Linked DNA regions of Zea mays: region 2 is linked to region 1. A link is a contact called in public Hi-C data. All regions are on one chromosome and are shown on one strand. The core of a region is the stretch at or near the end of the contact, and the rest is flanking DNA. Distances in the headings are between cores, read along the strand shown.

The links. A called contact is a pair of places that touch in the nucleus more often than the background predicts.
Region 2: a Hi-C map of leaf shows a contact between it and region 1, with 5 times the contacts expected there. The contact joins the promoter of LOC100384416 here to the enhancer-like site in region 1. A contact is called at or near these places in 2 of 25 Hi-C or Micro-C datasets (leaf and tassel).

What each region holds. Positions count from the first base shown.
Region 1 is chr5:37,306,427-37,310,146 of Zm-B73-REFERENCE-NAM-5.0, reverse strand. No RefSeq gene overlaps it. Among protein-coding and RNA genes, the nearest start is that of LOC103626241, 49 kb to the left of the region's middle. Within about 2 kb of position 1,731, at least 17 of the 20 cell types and tissues checked have an H3K27ac peak or open chromatin away from gene starts, as enhancers often do. A contact at or near this core is called in leaf and tassel, where this site is marked.
Region 2 is chr5:37,504,861-37,508,580 of Zm-B73-REFERENCE-NAM-5.0, reverse strand. It overlaps LOC100384416, which reads left to right and starts at 1,638. Exons shown (of 18, transcript NM_001362362.1): 1 at 1,638-2,408. The coding sequence starts at 2,008.

The sequences.
Region 1 (3,720 bases), core at 482-2,981:
CTATGCTGATACTCGGAGAAGACTACTAGAGTTTAAGGAGGGTGATCACGTGTATTTTAAGGTGTCACCAATCCGGGGTATGAGAAGATTTAAAGTTAAAGGAAAGTTATCCCCTCGCTTCATTGGACCTTTCGTGATCTTAAAGCGAGTGGGAGAAGTTGCATATCAACTGAGTTAACCGATCATCTTGCGGATGTACATAATGTCTTCCATGTATCTCAACTAAAGAAATGTCTCAGGGTACCTGAAGAGCAGCTACCAATGGAGGACCTTAGTGTTCAAGATGATCTGACTTATGCTGAGTATCCTATCAAGATTCTTGATACCTTGACTTGAGTTACAAGAAATAAGGTTATAAAGATGTGCAAAGTCCAATGGAGTCATCATGGAGAAGATGAAGCTACTTGGGAGAGAGAAGAAGAGATTCGCATAGATTTTCCCCATCTTCTCTCTAGTCCTTCCTAAATCTCGAGGACGAGATTCTTGTTAAGGGGAGTAGGATTTGTAATACCCAAATTGTAAGATTACTAAAGGAGAAATTATTTCCTTATTGTATGTGCACTCTTTATTTACCATCACATGTGAACACCTCACTTAAAAGAAAAATTGATTAATAAAAGACATACCACTAAATTATGCATCATGCTGAGTTTTCACTTTGTGTGCATTTTGTGACAATATAAAATAATGTAAAAAAAATATTAGTACTCGAATTGGAAGTAAGACTTAAATTGGAATTTTGGAATTAGAGGAGAAGAGCACTAGTTACCACAAAATAAAAAAATCAAAATAAATAAATAAAATTTCCTCATACCATGTTTAGGATGTACATTTTATGAGGAAATAAATGAACCACTAAGTTTTAATTTGAATGGAATTTGAATTTATGAATTTGAAAGTTTAAAAGGGAAAGAAAAGAAAAAGGAAAACAAAACTATTGCGAAACGGGCCGGCTGCCACCCATTTGGCCCATCCACTTCCCTGCCTCTGCTGGCCCAAACCCACTTTCCCTCCCTCACGCTGCTACGCTGACCAGCGGGGCCTGCACCACGGCTATTTCTCGCGCCCACGCCGTGTCGCGGCTAAATGGGGCCCACTCGCCAGCATATTTTTCTCCCACGCTTGCGCGGAGTCCGCGTTTCTGGAGCATGGGGCCAACTTGTCAGTCTCCGCCACACCATGGCCAGACGGCTTGAGCTCAACCACCTGCACGATAACTCCTGGCGCCACACGCTCCAATAACCCAACCAGCCGGCCCTATATGATCGCGGGGCAAGGCCGCCATCCCTTTACCTGGTGACCCCGAGTGACTCCAGCGCCGTCATGAGTTCTTCATCGCCGTGCAGTGAGGGTCGAGCAATCGAAGGGAGGGGTCCTTGCGTGGTCTTCCAGTTTTGTGGCCGTACCGATCGAGCGCGGTATCCCTGGGCCACCTGGTGTCATCGCCGGTGTCCATACCCTCGGCCGGGTCGCTGGTCAACAGGGGCGGGCCGCTCCTCCTGTCGCGCCAGATCTCGGTGAGCAATGCTTCCTCTCCGTGTGCTTTGCCAATTCGTAGGGGCGGAATGGGATGCGTGCGCAGGGTCTAGGCCTCACCGGCAGAGTTGCGCGGTGGGTGGCGCTTGGTGTGGGGTGCGTTCGCCGCGCAGCGCGCGGACGATGTCATGGCGGGCTGACCGGAGGTTGAAGAAGAACGGTGGACCGTTCATCTCATGTCTAACGGTCACGATTGGATGAATGGTCGAGAGAGTGCGAACCGTAGATCTTAGATGGATGGCCTAGATCGAATCTTGGCGTACCCCTTCGAGTCATTAAACCAGAATCGTGAATTCCAGATCTGACGACTAGGGCTGAGCGCAGATGAATAACTAGCGTGAAGTCTAATCTGGAGCGCAGATATTGGATCCAACGACCCGTGTTCAACCGTACCTCTTCGCGATTGCGCATTATCATATGAACCCTTACAATTTACAGTTATCAACTCACCGTCCGTAAAAGGGGTCGCCTGAGTCTTAGTAACATTTGCGCCAGAGCCCTTGTACTCTTTAGAAATTGGTGCCCAATCCAGAGAGTATTGAAAATATGAAATTAATAATAGAAATGGATTTTCAATGTATAAATAAATGCTAGAACTTGTTTAATTTGTAGAAAATTAATGCTTAGTACAAATTAATTCTCAGTTTCTAAAATTTTGTAATATTATTGTTTATCACCTAGTGTCTCTGTTCTGACATGAAAACAGTAATAAGATTTATTTCTTAGTTAATCTTATGTCAAATACATAAAACCTTTGGAAATTCATAACTTAAAATCTGGAACTCCAAAATTAATGATTCTTGTTCCTAAAATCTTATTTTAATGTGTAGATTATTATTATGTATTTTGTTTAAATGTTTGGTGTGATGTTAATTTCCGCTATATACTATGTATGTTTGTATTGATGTGAGTAGACGAGCAAGCCATAGAGGATCCAGGGCTTCAGCTGGTAGAGACTGCTGAGCAGGAGCTCGTTGAAGGCAAGTTGTGCCCTTGATCACTTTCTTTTTACCCCAGTCATGTTCTGTTTAATCATAATGATGTGCATAGGTTAATTTTGATGGGACCAAATTGGTTACCCTAGTTTGACTATCTTTATACCTTGTTTACCACTGAATTTTTGGGTAGTACCTGCTATTGTTTTATGTGGTTTTGGGTATAGAGATACACACTATTCATGATTATACTTTTATTATCATTTGTTATTTATGGTTCATGATAAGATCATTATGTTAATTGGAACATGGAGAACCACCCGGGAAAACAGTGCTACCACAAGCGTGGTATGGGACGCCCTTGGCTGACTAATTAGGAAAGCTAGTGGAGGACTACCTTACCCGAAAGGGGCAAGGGCAGTAAGGGAGTGGTCAGTGTAGGAAGGTCCTTAGGTTGATTTTGCTGCGATGGCGGTCAGGTGAGGGATCCCTGCATTGGAGCTTCCTAGAAACTGTAGCGGGTTTTCTGAAGCTAGTGGAACTTTGTAAAGGCCTCGTAGTGTTACCCTGCCTCGCCTCCTCGGTAGAGGTGTATGGGATTGGTCGTCTCTTGGCAGATGGGTAACATGACTTGTGGGTAAAGATGCGCAACCTCTGCAGATTGTAAAACTGGTATACTAGCCATGCTCGCGGTCATGAGCAGCTCGGACACACATGCTTAATTTATGGAATTAAATTCAAGTTGTCATTCGCATGCATTGGGATTATTTTATTGTTACTTTTACTTATTATTACTATGGTTTGGTATTCACTTACACTTAGTAACTGCTAATAAAATTTTGACCAACTTATAAAAGCAATGCTCAGCTTCAGCCTTTATTATATTGATTTGTCTTACACTTCACATGAACTCCCACCTTTGGTGAGTTCATGCACATTATTCCCCACAACTTGTTGAGCGATAAACATGTGTGAGCTCACCCTTGCTGTCTCACACCCCCCACAGGAGAAGAACAGGTGGTCGAAGAGGAGTCGCCTAACACTGAGGCTTTCGACTTGATCTAGGTGGCGTCTCCTAGTCAGCTTTGTAGCGCCAGGGAATAATATTTAGTTCGCTTTATTTTATCATTTATTTTGTAAGACTTCCGCTATGTAATAAGTACTCTGATGATATTGTGACATTTATCTCTATACACTCTGTTATTATATGTGTTGTCTTCTCTGGCGCATATATGAGACGCACCCGGCT
Region 2 (3,720 bases), core at 389-2,888, 200 kb before region 1:
GGAGTTCGCGACTCGAATGGAGCTCAAATCTCTAACACAACAAAGCGAATGCGCGGGAGCAGAGTCTGAATGCCTTAGAATACTTAGTGAATGCTTGGGGTACTTCTCCATGCGCCTAGGGGCCCCTTTTATAGCCCCAAGGCAGCTAGGAGCCGTTGGAGGCCAACTTGGAAGGCCAAACTTGCCTTCTGTCGGGTGGTGCACCGGACAGTTACTGTAGCTGTCAGGTGCGCGATCTCCTTCCTTTTCTGGCACATCCTACCGTTGGTCCTCGGGATCGGTTGGCGCACCAGACACTGTCCGGTGCACACCGGACAGTCCGGTGTGCCCTAACTGACCGTTGCTGCGGGCCACGTGTCGCCCGCGGATTGCTGGACCGACCGTTGCGCTGGCGACCGTTGGCTCACCGGACAGTCCGGTGCACCACCGGACAGTCCGGTGAATTATAGCCACGTCGCCTTTTTGCTTTTCCCGAGGGCGACGAGTTCGCCGCTGATGACTCATCGGACAGTCCGGTGCACCACCAGACGGTCCGGTGAATTATAGCCGTACGCCGCCGTCGAGTCCTGAGAGTGGCCTTTTCACGCGGACCAGCCTGGCGCACCGGACACTGTCCGGTGCACCACCGGACAGTCCAGTGTGCCAAGCCGAGCTGGAGTTGGCTGCACAGAGCCAAGTCTTTTTCCAATTCTTTTCTTCCTATTTCTAGCACTTAGACAAAATACATTAGTACTCAAAACAATGACTAAGTCTAGAAACATACCTTGTTATATGATTTGCACTTTTTATTTGTTTGGCACATATGAACTCACTTACTATGTGTTGGACACTTAATCACCAAAACATTATAGAAATGGCCCAAGGGCACATTTCCCTTTCACCTTCTGAGGACTGCAGACGAGGAGGAGATGGCGGACGTGACGACGCGGGCGTGGGATGGACGGGCGGGGATCGCGGTAGTGAGAGACGATTGCGGGAGACAGAGGCGGGGGCGTGCTTCACCAAAAAAGGTGGACGCCCACTCTACCATTATATAGAGTAGTAGAGATATGTATGAAAAATGACATTTTATGATAGTAATAGTAGGTTATAGAGCGATTATTTAGAGAGAACCGTTATGGAAGGAAGAAAGTAGGTGATGAGGTGAGGTATCTGCATAGTGCGATAAAGGGAAAAATTAAAGTTATTTGGTTTAAAGAATCACTCCATCTAAAATTATATGATGTATCTTAAGTCTATTGCTTAAATTTAGTGGAACGATCCTATTCATGGTATTAGTACTAACAAACAATAAAAAAAGAGTGCACCGGGAAAAAAAATTGGTGCAGCCGTCTGCAAATTTGAATGTTTGCAGTCCCTCACAAAAAAGAGGATATACCCTACCTACAGGTGCAACAACACAATTAAAACGTTACCTGATAAACCTGTAGGTGGGGTCTATTCTCCTTTTTGTGAGACAGACTGTAAATATTCTGGTTTACAGCCCGCTGCAGCAAAATTTTTTCCAATAGCAAAGCCTAAGCAAGAACACGGTCCAGCAGAAAACTACTCCACTGGCATCTGGCCCCGATGCCCCGGGCCCTACCCGTCAGTGTACCGAACCATATAATATGGCCGCGCCGCATCACCCCCTCGATCCGAGCCGTCCCTCTCACCCTTCCCTGATCTACCTCCCTAGCCTGCCGCCACCACCGTCGTCTCTGCGCCGCGCAGATCCGCCCTGCTGGTGCGGCACCACTCGAGCATACGTGTACGGACGCGACGAGACGTAGTCCCCGCCCACCTCGCCGAGGACTCGTTCCTGTTTCGTGCGCGCCAGCACTACCGGTGTCCGTGCGTGGCTGGGCCAGGTCGATTCGACCGAATCCGGTGGAGTTCACCGTACCGTGGTGTCAAATCGGTGAGTTCCATAGTGTTACGCGTGGGGGAGGAGCGTTCGGGTCTGTCTGGCCGGAAGTGGCGCTGGGATGGCTCTAGGGTTTGGTTTTGATCTTTTGGCCTGAGGGCATGGCGAATGAGGGCCGGATGAAGGGCGTGCAGGGCGTTGGGGGTGGAACTGGTGACGAGGAAGATGGGAATGAGGAGGTGCGAGAGGAGCTGGAACTCGCGCTATCGCTGGGGTGGCGAAGCTGGCACCTCCCGCCGCGGCAGGAGCCCGCTCCCAGCTCACATAACTGGACGGCGGTTCTGCCGGAGTGGAACCCCGACGCCGCTGGTAGCTCGCATGATGCGAAAACGGCCTTGGGCGGACAATCTATCCCTTCTCTCAGGTTCCGAGACATGTTGGGTGGTATCCTAGACGCCTCCCATGCGGGTGGCAGTGTGGAGGTTGGGTGGGGCAACCTGGACGAAGAGGATGAAGACAGAGACCTGCAGAATAAACGGCTTAGAGTACAACACTTTGGCGAGTAAGTTATGCGAATATTGCTCCTCATTTTTAGTATTTTGCATGCTGTGGAGTTTTGGTTGTTTAATTGTTTCGTTTTTCTAGATCCCATTGATAGTAGTTTTGGTAAAACCTGCCTAGTGAAATTGAAATGAAGCTGCGCTTCATGCACTATGTAGTTGATGTGGAATTGCGATCTAAGGTCTTGTTCTTTTGTGTGTATTTGGAGGATACCTAAGATATATTTTGAACTCAAGCATGAGAATTTATGCAGTGCATTTTTGGATGTACGGGTATGTTGAAATGTTGAGCCCATTCTAACAATGATATCAATGGGCATGTTTGGTTCGCTGCCTCACGCCTAAGTTTAGGCAAGTTTGACCAAGGTAGGCATGTGTTTGGTTTATAGCCACAGTTTAGCCAAGACTATTCTCCCGCTGCATAAACTTGTAAAAGTGTGACAATATTTCCTTAGGCGTGGCAAACTGTGGCACATAATTTAAGTGCCTAACTTTAGTCAAGTGTGGCTTAAAATGTGTGGCAATTTTTAACATGTAAAGTATAGAACCAAACTGTATTGAATTAATTGCAGGATATTTAGGGCCTGTTTGGCATGACTCTGCTCTACTTTGGAGCAGCTCTGTTCCAAAACTGTAGGATGGAGCAACTTTACTGTGGAGTTTTAGTGGCGCTTGGGTAGAAAATGATTCATAGCTCCAGTAACAAGGTTTTTACAAGCAAAAGTACATCCTTGCCCGCGGTTGCCGGCGGAGGGAGGTCACATGGCGGGCGACGGAGGGAGGAGGAGGCGTGGTGGCTGGCTGGCGCGGCGGGAGTAGACAACACGACCGGCAGAGGGAGGAGACTCAACGGGTGGAGGGAGGAGGCACGACGGGCGGCGAAGGGTGGAGGAGGTGTGGTGGCCGGCCGACACGACGGGAGAAGGAGGCGCACCAGAGGAATCGAGCGGCCACAAACCGAGAAAGTGCGGGGAGAAGAGAAAGGCTGTAGGATAGAGAAAGAACAAACCGTTTTTGTGCAACGAGTTGAGGGCCAACCGTGTGGAAGTACTTGCGTTCTTGAAATCGTGAGAGCTTGGTCACATCACTAGAGAGTCGGTGCATTGTGTTAATATGGCTTATTGTAGCCGCTGCGTTTGAGAGAACCCAAAAATCAAAGCGTTTCGGTGGGATTTTCGTTTTTTCCAGCTAGAATCAGATTATAAGCGGAACTGAACGTGCCCTAAATAGTCTCTACACTATTTGCATGTTTCTATGCATGTGTAGTTTATGGTTAATCTTGTACTATGGGGCACAAGCAAGGACCACAAATTT